Regions from separate parts of the Bombyx mori genome. Here regions 2 and 3 are each linked to region 1. The links are chromatin contacts, called in public Hi-C maps. All regions are on one chromosome and are shown on one strand. Each heading gives the region's core, a stretch centred on a gene start, on an enhancer-like site or on the middle of the called end of the contact. The rest is flanking DNA. Distances are from core to core; before and after follow the strand shown. Region 1 overlaps LOC101741761 (four and a half LIM domains protein 2). Region 2 has its middle 9.5 kb from the start of LOC110384972. Region 3 overlaps LOC101741761 (four and a half LIM domains protein 2).

The links. A called contact is a pair of places that touch in the nucleus more often than the background predicts.
Region 2: a contact with region 1 is called in a Hi-C map of posterior silk gland, with 4 times the contacts expected there. The contact joins two enhancer-like sites. A contact is called at or near these places in 6 of 7 Hi-C or Micro-C datasets (middle silk gland, midgut, posterior silk gland and 2 more).
Region 3: a Hi-C map of whole pupa shows a contact between it and region 1, with 10 times the contacts expected there. The contact joins two enhancer-like sites. A contact is called at or near these places in 2 of 7 Hi-C or Micro-C datasets (posterior silk gland and whole pupa).

What each region holds. Positions count from the first base shown.
Region 1 is chr22:2,684,470-2,687,694 of ASM3026992v2, forward strand. All of the region lies in intron 1 of LOC101741761 (four and a half LIM domains protein 2), which reads left to right. Among protein-coding and RNA genes, the nearest start is that of LOC110384971, 11 kb to the right of the region's middle. Within about 2 kb of position 1,667, at least 5 of the 8 cell types and tissues checked have open chromatin away from gene starts, as enhancers often do.
Region 2 is chr22:2,595,209-2,598,433 of ASM3026992v2, forward strand. No RefSeq gene overlaps it. Among protein-coding and RNA genes, the nearest start is that of LOC110384972, 9.5 kb to the left of the region's middle. Within about 2 kb of position 1,628, at least 2 of the 8 cell types and tissues checked have open chromatin away from gene starts, as enhancers often do.
Region 3 is chr22:2,755,066-2,758,290 of ASM3026992v2, forward strand. It overlaps LOC101741761 (four and a half LIM domains protein 2), which reads left to right. Exons shown (of 10, transcript XM_062674867.1): 3 at 973-1,120; 4 at 1,258-1,474; 5 at 1,556-1,659; 6 at 1,787-1,930. Among protein-coding and RNA genes, the nearest start is that of LOC134200941, 12 kb to the right of the region's middle. Within about 2 kb of position 1,751, at least 8 of the 8 cell types and tissues checked have open chromatin away from gene starts, as enhancers often do.

The DNA of each region.
Region 1 (3,225 bases), core at 417-2,916:
TTCTTAAGTTCTCTTTCGATGTTTGACCAACAGGTCGATGGCGGGCGGCCTCTACCTTTCTTTTATTCTGGCAAGCCCAATGCGACCTTCACCACATGATCTTCGTCCCGTCTCATGATATGGCCATACCATCTAAGGCGATTTTCCGTCATTTTGTCTGTGATTGATGCGACTTTAAAGCTCCCCGTATTCATTCCGAACTCTGTCCATCCTGGTCACCCCACCCGCCCATTATGTATCATTAAAACATAATTATTATATCAATTAATTTGACAGTAAGGTGAAAGTTGAACCAAGAGCTTGAAAGTTAGTTTAGTAGTACATCGTCAGTTTCGCCGATTCTCACGAGTGGGAGACATCAGTAAAATCAATTTTACGACGAAAACTATAAAATACATATATAATGTTAATATTAAACCGTAAAGTTAGTTTTAATTATTAATTATTAAAACTAACTTTACGGTTTAGAACATTATTAATTATTTTTTCTTTTCTTTTTTTATTGCTTATCAGAGCTCATAGACCACTGGAACGTAAACGCCGCCACCTACCGCCATGAGTTCTAAGGTCTCAATGTTTACCGTACAACGGAATTTCCCAACTTTCAAACCAAACCGCATTACTGCTTCGCGGTAGAAATAGGCAGGGGGTGGTACCTACCCGTGCGAATTCACAAGACGTCCAGCGGGTTTGGTTTCTATGACACGGTGTTATTCCTTCACCGTGAAAGTACGTATTTCATTTGAAAAATTGATACCTGCCTGCGGGATTCGAACACCGTTGCACCGGTACATACGAATGCACCGGGCGTCTTATTTTTTGGGCTACGACGACTTTATTACCAAAATGTAATTTAAATAAAGTAATTTTTTAAGTTTTGTAACGAAACTGTCGCGCACTCTTGACTTGAAATTCGTCTCAACTCCAAATATGGTTCACATTCGCAAGGCCAATTGTAGTTGCGTAATCGAATATTTCGAGCAATGATCTGATGGTCATTACCGATGACAGCTGTTTCCGAAGGTAACCATCGCGTCATACCTCAGTTTTATAAGGAAACATCGCGGAAATTATATTTATTTTTTGTTATTTAAATAAACTTTTCTATGTATTACAACAAACCTTTTAATTTTTTCAAAATAAGATTATTTACATTACTACCAATATTATTTAATTTACCTATTTATGCATATTTTTAATTTTAAATTTTCTAACATCTAAATTTATTGCATAGATAATTTCTGTACAACAAATAAGAAGGAGTAAAGCAGTTTCTTAGAATATTCTAAAATGATAAGTAAATACTTTTGTCATGAAAGTAAGTCCACTAGGGTATATAGACTTTATATAGGTTCGAAATTACATATTAGTCCTGCTTTTGCTCCATCAAGGAGATTTCCGTGACAATCACTAGTTATAGCTTTCGGTAATAGGGGCCTGGCATCTTCCGGCACACGGTCACCATTCATGAACACTGTTGTAATAGACTGTTTAATGGAGAAAAAAACCATTCTTTCAACTCCCAATCCTTTCATATCCCAATACTACATAAATACAAAAGCGAAATTTTAAATTTGTTATTCAACAAATAAGCGACTTCTAAAACCTCAAAAAGCTACAATATAAAATAATATTTTCCTTTTTCATAGTGGTTAGTCGCTTAAATCATCAATAGATGGCGCTTTACTAAGCAAAACTTTTTGAACTATAGCTTTAACCGAAATCGCCAATACTTACTAACAGTGCCATCAAAAATCAAAGACAATCAAGCTTGAAAATAAGTCTATGCGAAACGATTAATGACTTTTCATTGTAAAATTTTGTTTCAAAAAGTATTTTCAGAGACTTTTGCTATCTGACAATAGATGGCAGTAAAAGTTTCCATTTCTAACGAATAGATGGCACAGGTATCAAAAATATTATTCCTCTTGGTGCTAATGCCCTCTTTTATTCTTTACAAATAAATTTTCCTTAGAAGAACTTATTGGTTTATCTTTAATCACTATCACTTTATTTTGATAATGCTATCAATATGATTATTTTTTATGAAATGAGAAATAAATGTACCGCAAGGCAAATAAGCTGATATCAATGAATAAATAGGTATAGCAATTTCCTCATTAGTATAATTTTCCTTCGCTGAAACTTAAAAGATTGTCAGCTTACACCGCTTACATTAAACACCAAAGGGCATCGGTCTCGTGGATAACGAGCCACTTTGTACCCAATAACGCAAGAGGTTACGTGCAATTTGTCGTGTCATTGGTCGTAGTCACATTTATTTTGTTTGCATGGACGTAAAGAGTCCACACCCTTAGCTCCAACTACCCATTCAAGGCTATTTTACCTTGAACCCCGCCTACGAAGCTTACTATTGAAAATGGAGTTCATTAGAAGGAAAATGGAGGCCAAGCTGTCTTGGCTAGGAGATACTTCGTCCATCCATAGCCAGGTGACAGCTATCACGTCATCAACGCAATTGAATCGTTACCGTAAAAGTTAACTAGTATTCCGCGGACACTGTTACGGTGAACTACCATCATTCTCGGATATTAACGGCCACGAAAAAAAGTCTCATATAACTAATATTTGTAAATTAAAAAGTATCTCACAAAGCAATCATAAATAAAACAAAAATATTTGGTCCTGATGAATGAATAAAACAGCAAATACTTATTACAAAGAGTTAAGTAATAAAATTTCAGTACTTCAAATTACTACACTATCGTTATTTGATTCCGACCTAGACCAACAAAATGAACATGAGGCGTAGAAGGGAATCGGTTGCTTCAGTCTACAGGAAGACCACAAAATTTATAAGCTCCAACACAGCCAATCTTTTGAAGAAGATGCCTAACACCAAGAAAATTAGATCTCCCTCGCAATCAAACGCAGAAGAATTAAAAACAATGTCTATCAACAACAAAGAAGATTCAGAAACTGAAGATGATGATCTCGGAGAAAGAGACCTTGATTACTATTTAGGAGTAAAAAAAAAAGAAACCTATTGGAGAGATCCTGAAAGAACAGAACAAATCGTGAAAGACTATTTACTTTATCATTGCGGGGTTTCAGAAGATGATTTCAATAAGTATCACAAAAAAATCGTAACGAAAACATCTTCAATTGCCGAACCTAGATTAAAACAGGTGCCTTTTAAAATACACAAGAAGAAAAAGAATGATTTGAAAGATGACTCGTGGAAAGACATGGCTGGATTTTTTA
Region 2 (3,225 bases), core at 378-2,877, 89 kb before region 1:
TTTCATTTTCGATCGGCCTTGATGTTTTACCTAGATTATATGTATTTTAAATGACTATACGTTACCTACTGAATGCGGTCGAGGACTTTTTGGCGGTAACGCAAAAAGCCGATTTGTGTGAATTGTTTTACTTCGTTTTATTTAGAGTTTGTCCAGGCTTAAAGTGTAATAATGATGGCCTAGTCTGCGTTTACTATTGGTGAAAGTGTACATGTGTGGGAAAGTAAAACAAAGTCGTTAGACGTGGCTCTCGGGTTCATTCAAAAATCCCAATAAAGTCTTCGTGAATTTCCACCATTTTACAATATTTCGTTTAATGTTTAATATTAATCCATTATTAATTAATAATCTCGACTCGCATTTCATTAAACTTCATCGCAATGGATCTCAAATTTCAAATAAATCAACTTTATTTTGTTGCGCTCCAATTTTCATACTTTAAAGTATTCATATAATGACTAAATCGCTACGCTTTAAATCTTTAAAATTACGCAACGGATTTTGATGCGGTTTTTTTAATAGATAGAATGATTGAAGAGGAAGGTTTCACGTCCTTCCCACGTCCTTACGGATCCATCAGATCCAATAAATAACCTTTGCATTAGACGCCTTCAGCTCTAACACTAGGAGCAGGCTTAGGGACCTCGGTAACCGTACTCGTCGAACTCGACAAAGAGTTCGCCGTGCAACCTAACCCATAAATCAGCTCGCTGAGTTTCTCGTCGGATCTTCTCAGCGGGTCGCGATTCCGATCCGGTAGTAGATTCATTCGCGAAACAGCTACTCTTGAGCTGTTAGGTCTCCTTCGGAGGCGCTCGGGTAGCTGTTAGCAAATCCCACCCCTCTTGGCTGAGCCTTTGCTCACCCACCTGTCCTGGTGAAACTGGAAAGGCCTCCGGGCCACCAGTAACCCTTCAATCATAAAAAAAATAAAAATAAAAAAAGGAAGGTTTATATGTATAATAACATCCATTAAATAGTGGAGAACTCAATAATAAATTTGTTTCCGAATCGAAGCGAGGGCGGGTCGCTAGTATTTTTATAAACTCGACATTGGTAACAATGGCGTCGGAAGCAAACAACTTCCATACAGAAAAAGAAAGAAGAAGAAGCGATCAGTGTATTATTTATTAATGTTGGCATTTATAGCTATCACACCTACCTAGAAATTTCGGTTCTTAACACGCTTCTATTAGCTTGGTCTGTTTAATTGTTTAGATGCATACGTATTTTTACGTTAAAATATTTTTTTCTTAAACACTTTAAAAAAAAAATATTTTCTACTTTTTATTTCGATTAGGTACAAAAACGTCCAACAGCGCCATCTCTTAAAAATATTAAACGTTTGCTAAAATTCTGCTATTCAACAACAGATGGCGCTTTAAAATGTTCTTTTATCGATAATAGATGGCAGTAAAATTTACTAAAAGCATATTTCTTGCAGGATTCTCATCCCCATAATTTAAATTAATTATGCAATAGTTTCTTTTATCTTAATTTTATAAGGGTTCTTGTTGCATAGCTCAATGTATATCCTATGCGTAAGTTTTAATATGTACATTAATACAGCTCAATTACATTAAGATTATTAAGTTTTTTTTAACTGTGATCATGGTTAAATGAGATCACGGTCTGCCTTGCTTGCAATGCTTATAGTAAGCACATAGGCGTTACAACGTGAGTCTTTACTCAACTTGAGATATGAAGCCGAAGACTCAACTCAATTGTATAAGTACACTTTGCAATAGAAACAGGCAAGATGGCATTACCTACTCGCGCGGGCTCACTAGTCGTCCTACCACCAGTGTGCTTAGTGTTAACGTCCTCGATAGCGTAAAAGTTAACTCACAGTATGCAGTTGGAACAGCACCCCTAGCGGCTAACGTAGGCAAACGTTCGAACTCCATACAAATTTGAGTTAACTTTTACGCTATCGAGAACGTTAAAAAACTCACACTAAACACACGGTAAACCAGTGACAACCGTACATTTGTACACAGGCGATGTATAATTGTAAACATACATATACCACAAAACAGATATTGAAACCAGTAACCGTACTCGTCGAACTCGAAAACAAAGCGCAACCTAACCCATGCATCAGCTCGCTGAGTTTCTCGCCGGATCTTCTCAGCGGGTCGCGATTCCGATCCGGTAGTAGATTCATTCAAATTCAAATTCAAATTCAAAATCATTTATTTCAACTTGGATGTCATCAAAAACACACTTGTTGAATGTCAAAATGTAAAAGAAAATGTTAACTCTACCATGTTAACTCTACCATTCGCGAAGCAGCTGCTCTTGGGTTGTTAGGTCTCCTTCGGAGGCGCTCGGGCAGCTGTTAGCAAATCCCACCCCTCCTGGCTGAGCCTTGCTCGGCACCTGTCCTGGTGAAACTGGAAAGGCCTCCAGGCCACCAGTAATCATTCAAACATAAATAAAAAAGATATTGAAACCTAAAGCTTACTATGATCGACACTAGAATTTGGCTCTCAACAATGGCAAACTTTAAAAAAAAATTAAGCTTAAACTACCATTATAACGGATGGTATTAAATTATTAGATCTGTGACACAAACAAGAAGCTGCTTCAAAATACAATACAAGTTTGTAGGACATCTGTTTGTGTTCTTAATTGTTTCAATGAATCGTCGGCGTACTGTTTGAATATAAACTACAGGGACGTAATGAAAATAGAACAGTGATTTGTTTACTTTCGTTACATTTGGATGGAAAAAATTCTGTAACTTACTTAAATAAATCGATTAGCTAGGTTGTTTTTTTATTGTCAACTAGCTGACCCAGTAGACTTCGTAATGCCTCAATCGAACAAAAACCTAAAAGACCTAAACTTTTGTATAAAATAAATTTAAAACAAACAAAAGAAATCCGTCGGACGGGGGACACATCAAAGGAAAAACAAAATTGTTATTTTTATTTAATTCTGAGCATTTTCATATTTATTTACCTTTTAAGCCTTCTTTGGACTTCCACAAATAATTCAAGACAAAAATTAGCTGAATCGGTCCAGCCGTTTTAGCGAGTTTTAGCGAGACTAACAAACAACAATTCATTTTTATATATATAGATTCCAACGAACTAAACATAATTGACGACAAATTTCCCCGTCGAACTCTTCATCGCAATCTAACCCATAGATAAAGCCCGCTGAGTTTCTCGCCGGATCTTCTCAACGGGTCGCAATTCCGATCCGGTGACAGACTCT
Region 3 (3,225 bases), core at 501-3,000, 71 kb after region 1:
AAACTCGGGATTCGTTCAGGAAAATACAAAAAAAACTCAGTCAACGACATGCACGCTATCACCAATATTTTATCATTCTTGTCGACGATAAAACTTCATTAGTCGCTTCTCACTCGAAGTGTTCGCCCTGGTAGTTAGTTCTATTTTAATATGCACATTCTAATTTTTTCGGCTTAGAAATTGTTCTTAAACCGCCTAATCGGTAGACTTCAATCTTTCCACACGATTCCTAAATTTTTTTGATTAAAAGTAATGTTTTTACATCGTTGAATGCATATTAAGTGCGGATAGATATATGACAAAGGGAAAATCTTCCACCGCGCGGGTGATATTGCTCGGTAGACCGACGGTCCGAATGTTGTTGTTCGGAACTTGTATGCATATGCTTATGTGCGCGCTTATGTTGAAAATGTCGTAAGCGAGATTCAGGCATCTGTCAAATATCTTCTATTGTATGATGGTCGCCTGCTACATATGAGTCGTCTATTATCAAAGGTGGCAATCTGTGCATTTGGACAAAATTTTTTTATTGATATGTCAATACAGATTGATTTGAATATAATCGTCTCCTTCAAAGAATACGGTTCAAAACCTGCATTAAATAAAGGTTAATACTTAACCTGTTATTTATCTAAGATGTCGTTCAGAAGAGTTTTGTGACTGCCAATGGAATACAAAGTCAATAATTCGTTTTTCTAATTTACCAATAATTGTCCAAAAGTCACATTGCCGGCTTTGATAATAGTCGACTCATATGTAATAAGAAGGTTTTTGCAAAGCAAAATTTTATCCACACCAGAATTGGATCATAGTTGAATGTATTTGATATTCCTTATTTAAATGTGTTTTTAAATATTACATCCGTTTTGTATAAGTATTAACTGAAGTATTTAGCGGCAGCTAAAACACTGCCTGCCTAGATAATGTTAAATTAATTACATTATTAACATAAAGTGTTTCTGTTGTTAACAGAAAGACCTGCAAGTCATGCGGGTGTGATCGATTGAAGCATTCGGTGTACCATGAAGAACTGGGCTCGGTTCGAGACCGACTCGGACTCCGCGACTCTAGAGTCAACCATCACTCCTATGACAGTCCGCCCGGACTCACCGCTAAGCAGGTAAATGAACACTAAATACTGTACAGCGACATCTTGTGACAAGTAGTAGAACCATAAATAGGTTAGACCTAAATTCTCAACATTGACGACGATTATGAATTCGGAATACCTAATCAATTTTTTTTTTCGTATCTTAGACCGAGCTGTACTGGCAGTCGCTCGCTGAGCGTACTCCTACTAGTACAGGTGGCGCCACTGGTCAGGCGGCGTGGCGTGCTTGGCGTACTAGGGCCTTAGCTTCCCAATTACCAAAGCAGGATCTTACATTGGATCATTGCAAGCACATCGACGAAGGCCACCGCAAGCAATATGAAGATTTCGTCGCCGCCAGGAATGAAATTGCTCTTGATATCGGTACCAAAATATCATTTAAGCATCTCCATCTATTGTCAAGTAGTCTACTTACTATTCTAAAATATTGAATTACGTTTTTAGGTATCGCTAGTCAACATCATGGATCTCCGCTGGAATGCATTGGCTGCAATAAGTCGATCAGAAGCGGCAGCATTACTATTCTTGCACCTAGAATAGGAGAAGACGTAAGTAAATTCAAACTTTCATGTAATCAAAATTAAAAATGTATTACAAACCTAAATCAAATCGTGTTTTTCACTGTCGCCGCTAGATGGCGCGAATTTAAAGATTATTATCTGGGTTTTGTTGCAGGCGTTTTTCCACCCGGCGTGCTTTTCTTGCTCGGAATGCGATGAATTGCTAGTCGAACTAGCTTATTGCAATTTAGACGGACGATTGTACTGCGTTCGACACTACTCCGAGAAGTTGAAGCCTCGGTGTCATGCTTGCGATGAGGTAAGTCGAGACAGCTAGATGAGGTCGCATGTCGCGCACTTATTGTAGTTAAAGTAGTATTGTGAACCAACATAGATAGGCACCTGCTGATTTCTGCCTCAAATTAGTCATATATTTTGCAAGGAGAGCCAACAGAATCGAGACTCCGACCTCATGTTTTATGATGGTTGATGATGTTCACTTTGTGTTGTCTATGTATAATAATTTAATAAAACTGCACCAATGTATTCCTACATATGAGTCGTCTATTATCAAAGGTGGCAATCTGTACATTTGGACAAATTTTTTTTATTGATATGTCAATACAGATTTATTTGAATATAATCGTCTCCTTCAAAGAATACGGTTCAAAAGCTGCATTAAATAAAGGTTAATAGTTAACCTGTTATTTATCTAAGATGTCGTTCCGAAGAGTTTTGTGACTGCCAATGGAATACAAAGTCAATAATTCGTTTTTCTGATTTACCAATCATTGTCCAAAAGTCAGATTGCCGCCTTTGATAATAGTCGACTCATATATAGTTAAAATCTTATATAGCCCGTTAGCTTAAACGTTTATTTGTACTTATATTCGGAAAGTACACACATGAAACTAGAGCCAAAAGATTATGACTGACTTCAACATTAAAAGATAATGTTTATTATATTTATTTATGTATTTCATATATAATTATACATGCCGCCATTATTATACTAGCATTCTATGAATAAATATGTAAAGGCATTACAATTACTAACTACTTTCTCCTGTTTGTCCTTTTTTGGTATCTATTAAGTAGCTTTAATATTACCATATATTTTTTTTAAAGTTTTTTTTCTCTTGTAAATCAGAAACAAAATCTATTTTGTTTCAGACACTAAATCAGTAATACAGTTTTAGTGATTATACGAACACTGGTTTATTTAAACAGTTCATTTAGGAACTGCATACAAACGAGACCGCGTAAAACGGCCAATTGTAGACTGTAAGTTTTAGTTAAGATAATCCTGTTTATTTCGATCGCGGGACATTCACGCGTTTGTAGGATAGGACACCTGTTATAACCCACTGAGTTTCTCGCCAGATCTTCTTAAACTGTCGCGATTCCGATCCGGTAGTAGATTCAGCTATTTTTCCCTACCTATTCGTTGGTAGCATAAGGTGCAATTTCAGCTACGCCCGGACGGGTCAGTGAGCTCACGGGCTCAACCTGAGAGAATTTGCTAACACTAGCCCTAGCAAGAGCAGTACTCTGCAGAATCTACCACCGAATCGGAATCGCGACCCACTGAAAAGATCCGGCGTGAAACTCAGT